2 separate regions of the Pan troglodytes genome follow, and region 2 is linked to region 1. The links are chromatin contacts, called in public capture Hi-C maps. All regions are on one chromosome and are shown on one strand. The core of a region is the stretch at or near the end of the contact, and the rest is flanking DNA. Distances in the headings are between cores, read along the strand shown.

Region 1 (3,106 bases), core at 333-2,832:
CCAGGTTCAAGCAATGCTCTTGCCTCCGCCTCCCAAGTAGCTGGGATTACAGGCGCGCGCCACCATGCCTGGCTAATTTTTGTACTTTAAGTAGAGACAGGATTTCACCATGTTGGCCAGGCTGGTCTCGAACTCCTGACCTTAGGTGATCTGCTCTCCTAGACTTCCACAGTGCTGGGATTATAGGCAGGAACCACTGTGCCTGGCCAGTAAATTTTATGTTACATGTTTTTTACCACATTAATTTTTTTTAAGTGTTAAGTGTGGTGAAAGGCAGATTTCAGTGAGGATGTCGACCTCTAGAAGCAGAGTTTCCAGAGTCTTGGAAGTAATATTTCTGGGGTACTTTAGGCTACTCAGACCATGTTTAGAGTATTCTGTCTTATTTTGTACACAACGGCCTTGGACCATGGCTGGAAGACATGTCAGTCTTGGCTATGCCTTCTAGTGTAACATAGAACAAGTATACTCTGCCATGACATGAGATTCCTTCGAAAAGTTTCACCTGACAAATATTAATTGAGAATGCCAGGAAGTGCACTAGATGCTAGAAAGCAGCTATCATGAACTTCAGCTTCAAAAAGGCAGTGAACCTGAGCAGAACCCTTATTTGGGTGTTTCTATCTCCAAACGTTCTTGATGGCCTTAGCCACAAGATGGCGCATGTAGACCATTTCCACACTTGCGGCTCAGGCCAGTTGATTCTTGCGGGGGCATAGGTTCCCAAGCGCTTATGTAGGGTATTCTTCCCTGGGCTTCTGTTTTGTTACCTTCTCAATGAGTCATGTCCGAGAAGCTTGGTTTGGTTAGAAGTAATATAATATCCTGCTTACCTCCTTTGAACAAGTACTCAAAGGTGGATATTACAATAACACACTTGCCATACCTAATAATATTACAAGACTCTCCTTTGAATATGAATCAGGGAAGTGCTTCTGTGGCAATCTATATCCCGTCAATTTACAAACTGAGTGATTGCAAGAATAAATAAATCCTGCTTTGGCCCAAATGTCAATCTTTGCTAAAGGAATATGTCTGTGGACATTACAGAGGAATCGTGCCATTCTTAAATCTACTTACACCCTGCTGCTGCAAATGCTTACGTATCTGACTTGTTTTAAGGTATTTCAAAGCCAAAAGAGAGGCAAGAAATAAATGCTCACACATTTTGAAGTATTCCATGAACAACTGAATAATGTGACCTTCTGACTCCCAGTGAGCCTAAATTTTTCTCATTCTTCTTGCTTAGACCAAAAGCACATATCCCCTCTCAGGTGAAGGCACAGCATTTAGGATGACACTCTTCTTTTCCTAAGGATGGGAGGGAGAGAAAGAAATGCTCTAGGGAGACATGGCCTCCCTCTGAGACCTAAAGGGAGGAGGGAAGATTTTTCTTCTCCCATTTGGTCGAAAGTCAGCCAGGTGAGCCACCATGAGCCAAGACCTCAGCAGGCCTGCAGCACTGCTGCTCCCCCTTCATCTTTGGAGCTGCTCACCAACTGCTACAGCAGGGAGCTGGCCGGGCCCCAGCCTGCAGTGAACACAGAGCCAGGCTGCAACAGCTGGATGCAGAAGGGAACCACCCCCAAGGAGGCCGTGACAAAACGTAGGGCCCAGGGAATCTTCAGCATTCATCTGGCCAGGAAAACTGGGGAGGATCAGAGGGCCCCCAAAGAAATGCATGTCAGGAACCTACTGGGATCTACCATGCTGTATTTGGAGGCAGGAGGTGGGGGTAGCTTTCATAAATCCTGCCAATGGCAAAGTTCCTAAATTCTTCAAAGCATCAAGGATGCTGGCCTGCAATGGGAATGCAGAACAAAAAGTCTTGTAAAGTAAGGGGTTGGTGAGCTTGTAATTCTGGGGTTTGGTAATTCTCACACCAGAGTGTGCACAAGTTGCTGAGAACCACGCAACAGCCCTCCCTGGCCTTTTCCAAGTTCTGCTGCTTGCCTTTGGCCTAATGAGCCAAATTCAGACTGTATATCCCCAATGCAGCTTCTACTGACAGACAAGGGTTTGGCAAGAAGCTGGAATGCAGCTTGATTGCAGATAATGAGTGTGTTCAGCAGAGATGATGAGCACTTGGGACACAGGCTTCTACCTCAGCACCGAGTCTGGCTGGGAGATGGAAGAGGATAGGTGTGCGTGAGCAGCTGGAGGCACAGAAGAGGAAAGGCCCACTACTCTGCTGCAGCCTGCTGGCTCGTATAACAGCTCATTAACAGCAGAGGCTGAGACTTCCTTTTCCTCTTTCCACAAAAGACATGGCAATAAAAGCAGGACAGGCTGCAAACTCAGCCATTTTCAAAGACTCATGGCATGCGAGATTGGGAGGAGGGTGACCAGCTGTGGCCACAGAGATGGGGACAGAGGCCCTGACTGGTGCTAGGACTTGGCTGTAGTTACACACGTTAGTGGTGGAGAGGGACAGTTCCCTCAGGCCTTCCACCTCCCAGCCCAGGACACTCTGGACAGGAAATCTCCCCCTCTCTTCCCAGCCCTGTATGTCCCCACCCCAAGAGGGTGCGACACTTCCTCATGTTCCCTGCTGGCCCATTGGCTAGAGCTCTGGACGGATATAGAGGAAAGATAATAAAGTAATTCAGAACTGAGGTCATTGCTTGCTTAGTTAATATAGGGATAATTAAACAGCATTTAAAGAAAATGGTTTAGCTGTATAAGCAAACATTTCCTTGTATTTAAAAAAAAGCAAGAAACATAGTTTTCTGAGGTCTCTACTTAAGAATCTTATTATTGGGCCGAGCGCGGTGGCTCACACCTGTAATCCCAGCACTCTGGGAGGCTGAGGCCGATGGATCACGAGGTCAGGAGTTCAAGACCAGACTGGCCAAGATGGTGAAACCCCATCTCTACTAAAAATACAAAAATTAGCCAGGTGTGGTGGTGGGTGCCTGTAATCCTAGCTACTCGGGAGGCTGAGGCAGAGAACTGCTTGAACCCGGGAGGCGGAGGTTGCAGTGAGCTGAGATCTCGACACTGCACTCCAGCCTGGGCGACAGAGCGAGACTCTGTCTCAAAAAAAAAAAAAAGAATCTTACTATTCCCTCAATGCTGAACCTAAACCTTCCCCTGACCAGTCTTT
Region 2 (3,106 bases), core at 346-2,845, 590 kb after region 1:
TTATTCATCCTTATTTAGACTGTTAATACTTAGTGATTGAAGCCCATTTGGTGAGATGTTTTGCTAGTGTGTTCAGTAACTCTCTCTCTCACTCTGGAACCAAGAGGCCAGACAGAATCAGGATGCCCAGTAGAATGAAGAGACAGAGCTGAGCTAATATTCTGAAGCCTCCTGGGAAGTCAGAAAGCTATGACATCACTTGGCCTCTGGATCCACAGGCAACACGAGGGTCTTATCTCTTCAATGGGCAGGTGTGTTCTTGGAGACCAAGACAGAAGACCAAGAGGAGAGCCCCATAGTTTATCTAGTTGAGAGTTTTCTTTGTATTTTATAGAGAAAATAGTAGTAGTGTGAAATATGCATTTGAAGAATAAGGCTTCCTTCCTCTCAAGTCTGTGATAGAACAACCTGGCTCCCTTTCCCCCGGTAGGTCACCTGAGACAGGCTGCTGAGCAGGTGGAACCTTTGCCGTCTGTCTGGGAGGATGTGCTCGGATCCTCACAATGCGAATTTGGACTTTGGTTGATTGTTTTTCATGTAAAAATTATTCCTATCCTATGGAATGCCTAGCACAGTTCAGTATTGCTGTTTGGTACCACTACGATGAAATAATTTTTTTCTTCCCTCTTCTAAAAAGGATAATTTTAAAAATGAAATAGTTGAGTCTTGGAGGCAGGCCTGAATGGAAATGAATTTTTGGCTCTGTGCCGCCTCGTGAAATGTGTCCAAGAAGCATGAAATTCTATGCTGAGTGCGTGAACTGCTGAGCCGCTTGACTCTAACCATATCTAATTTTTTTTGTATTTTCTCTGTTCTTTCTGCTTCCACAAAAGATGGGCCAATCAAGCTTTTCTGTAGGTTGCTCCTCACTGAGTGTGTTGAGTATTTGCCATGTGTTTCTGTTGGTCACACTGTGCCTTGACATCTTTCCACTCCATTTTGCTTTGATCCATTGCATTTTGACTTTGTGTCTGTGGGAAGTCTTGGTGGTGGCTGATGATGATTCCAGGTTTGCCCACACATTCTAGTTGAATCTACATAAGAGACTATTGTCCTTGAAGCAGACATCCTGGATTCACATGCCCTCTTCCATTTCCTCTGAGAAAAGGTGTTTTTTTCTTCTTCTTCTTCTTTTAATTTTTATATTTGTATCTGAGGCTTCAACTCTAAGAACAAAAAAAAGGTGCCAGGTGCCCCTTTTCCATTCCCTCCCTCATGCTGGTCTCTGGCCCACTCCAGGGAGCACTCACCTGCCTTTAGCCCGAGCCATGGGGACACAGTGTGTCCAGTGGTCACCTATGTGCTTTCCTCCTCTTCCCACTCCCACCCTGGTTAAAGCCAGGAAAACCTTTCCAAGGAGGAGAACTTTCTTGCCTGTGTTCTGATCTCAGGCTTATTCCTGACCTTGCTAAATAGTTAGAAGGGTGGTTGCAAATGGCAAACTTCTAGCAAGCGTCATGAGCCTACCATGTCTGTGAGAGGAAGGTAGGAAGCCATTGGCACCAACCTGTCACCTCAGGTTATGAAAAGACTCCTCTGCAGCCCTTCTGCTGCTCCCCAGATCCCTAACATTGCTGAAGTGCCAGAGGCAGTGCTAGGGCAAGTGCTAGAGGAAAGTCTGTTCCTTTGTCCCATCGAGAACATCCGTTTTCCTGGGTAGCGTAGACAAAATGCTGTATGGCGAGGAATCTGACACTGTGGCGTAGTGGGGACAAAGGTGTCATGTTCGGTGGTGGAGAGGCCTGGTTTGGCTAAAGCTGTGTCTGTTTTTCTGCATGCTTTTGTGTGGATTTATCAGATGACATTCCTGCTGTTTAAATGGCCTTTGTAACTCTGGAGGAATGAGAGGCACTGTCTGTCTCAGTTAACGCCAACTGAGGCAGGCAGGCAGGCAGCCAGCTACAAGCTTAGTCGTGTGTTGCTTTTATTTTGTTCTGCACTGAAGCGCTGAAGTTCTCCTCCCTGTCTTGCTAATAATGACAAATAGTGAAGCTCCCAAGTAGTGTGGTAGGCTACCCAGAACAGACTGACGAAGCTGAATGTGTATGGCTAAATGGTTTGGGAAGACTTCTTTATGATATATAATAGATAAATATAATTTTAAATGGATTACCTTTTTTGGCATATTCCCTCACAGTGAGAGGAGTTGGCACTCGCCATAGTCCCTTAAAGATACATCCCATTCTCTCTATTAAGAGGTTTTCAGTATTTTTAATGAGTGTGTAGATACCTCCTAGTCAAACACAGCTGACTCCTGGGAAGAACTTGCTTTTCAAAAAGAAGGGCAAGGGACTGTGGCTATTTCTGAGTCTGAGAATCCATACAATTCCTTCCCTTCCCTTCCCTTCCCTTCCCTCCCTCCCTCCCTCCCTCCCTCCCTCCCTTCCTTCCTTCCTTCCTTCTTCCCTCCCTCCCTCCCTCCCATCTCAAAAAAGAGGAGTTTCCTCCCTTCCTCCCTTCCTTCCTCTTTTTTGAGATGGAGTTTCGCTCTTGTTGCCCAGGCTAGAGTGCTATGGCGTGATCTCGGTGCACTGCAACCTCTGCCTCCCGGGTTCAAGCGATTCTCCTGCCTCAGCCTTCCGAGTAGCTAGGATTATAGGTGCACACCACCACAACTGGCTAATTTGTGTATTTTTAGTAGAGACAGGGTTTCACCATGTTGGCTAGGCTGGTCTTGAACTCCTGACCTCAGGTGATCCACCTGCCTTGGCCTCCCAAAGTGCTAGGACTTTGAGCCACCACGCCCAGCAATTTCTTTTCCTTCCCCGCCCGCCCCTTTTATTTATTTATTTTTAAGACAGAGTCTTGGTCTTTATGTACCCCTTTGTTCGCTCTGTTGTCTTAAACATTTTCTTAGGCTGGGCAAGATGGCTCATGCCTGTAATCCCAGCACTCTGGGAGGCCGAGTGGGGAAGCTCACTTGAGTTCAGGAGTTTGAGACCAGCCTGGGCAACATGTGAAACTCTGTCTCTACAATAAATATAAAAATCAGCCAGGCATGGTGGCACACAGCTGTGGTTCCAGCTACTTGGAGGCTGAGGTGGGAGGATTGCCCGAGCCTGGGAGGTCACGGCTGCAGCGAGCCATGATTGCGGCACTGCACTGC

The links. Capture Hi-C pulls out chosen DNA fragments and counts their contacts.
Region 2: a contact with region 1 is called in a capture Hi-C map of stem cell-derived neural stem cells, with 6 times the contacts expected there. The contact joins two enhancer-like sites. A contact is called at or near these places in 3 of 7 Hi-C or Micro-C datasets (induced pluripotent stem cells and stem cell-derived neural progenitor cells) and 1 of 1 other capture datasets (stem cell-derived neural stem cells).

The regions. Positions count from the first base shown.
Region 1 is chr13:54,064,774-54,067,879 of NHGRI_mPanTro3-v2.0_pri, forward strand. All of the region lies in intron 2 of CACNB4 (calcium voltage-gated channel auxiliary subunit beta 4), which reads right to left. Among named protein-coding and RNA genes, the nearest start is that of CACNB4, 61 kb to the right of the region's middle. Within about 2 kb of position 1,583, at least 7 of the 24 cell types and tissues checked have an H3K27ac peak or open chromatin away from gene starts, as enhancers often do. A contact at or near this core is called in stem cell-derived neural stem cells, where this site is marked.
Region 2 is chr13:54,649,951-54,653,056 of NHGRI_mPanTro3-v2.0_pri, forward strand. The region is part of intron 17 of FMNL2 (formin like 2); the gene reads left to right. Among named protein-coding and RNA genes, the nearest start is that of ARL6IP6, 97 kb to the right of the region's middle. Within about 2 kb of position 1,596, at least 5 of the 24 cell types and tissues checked have an H3K27ac peak or open chromatin away from gene starts, as enhancers often do. A contact at or near this core is called in stem cell-derived neural stem cells, where this site is marked.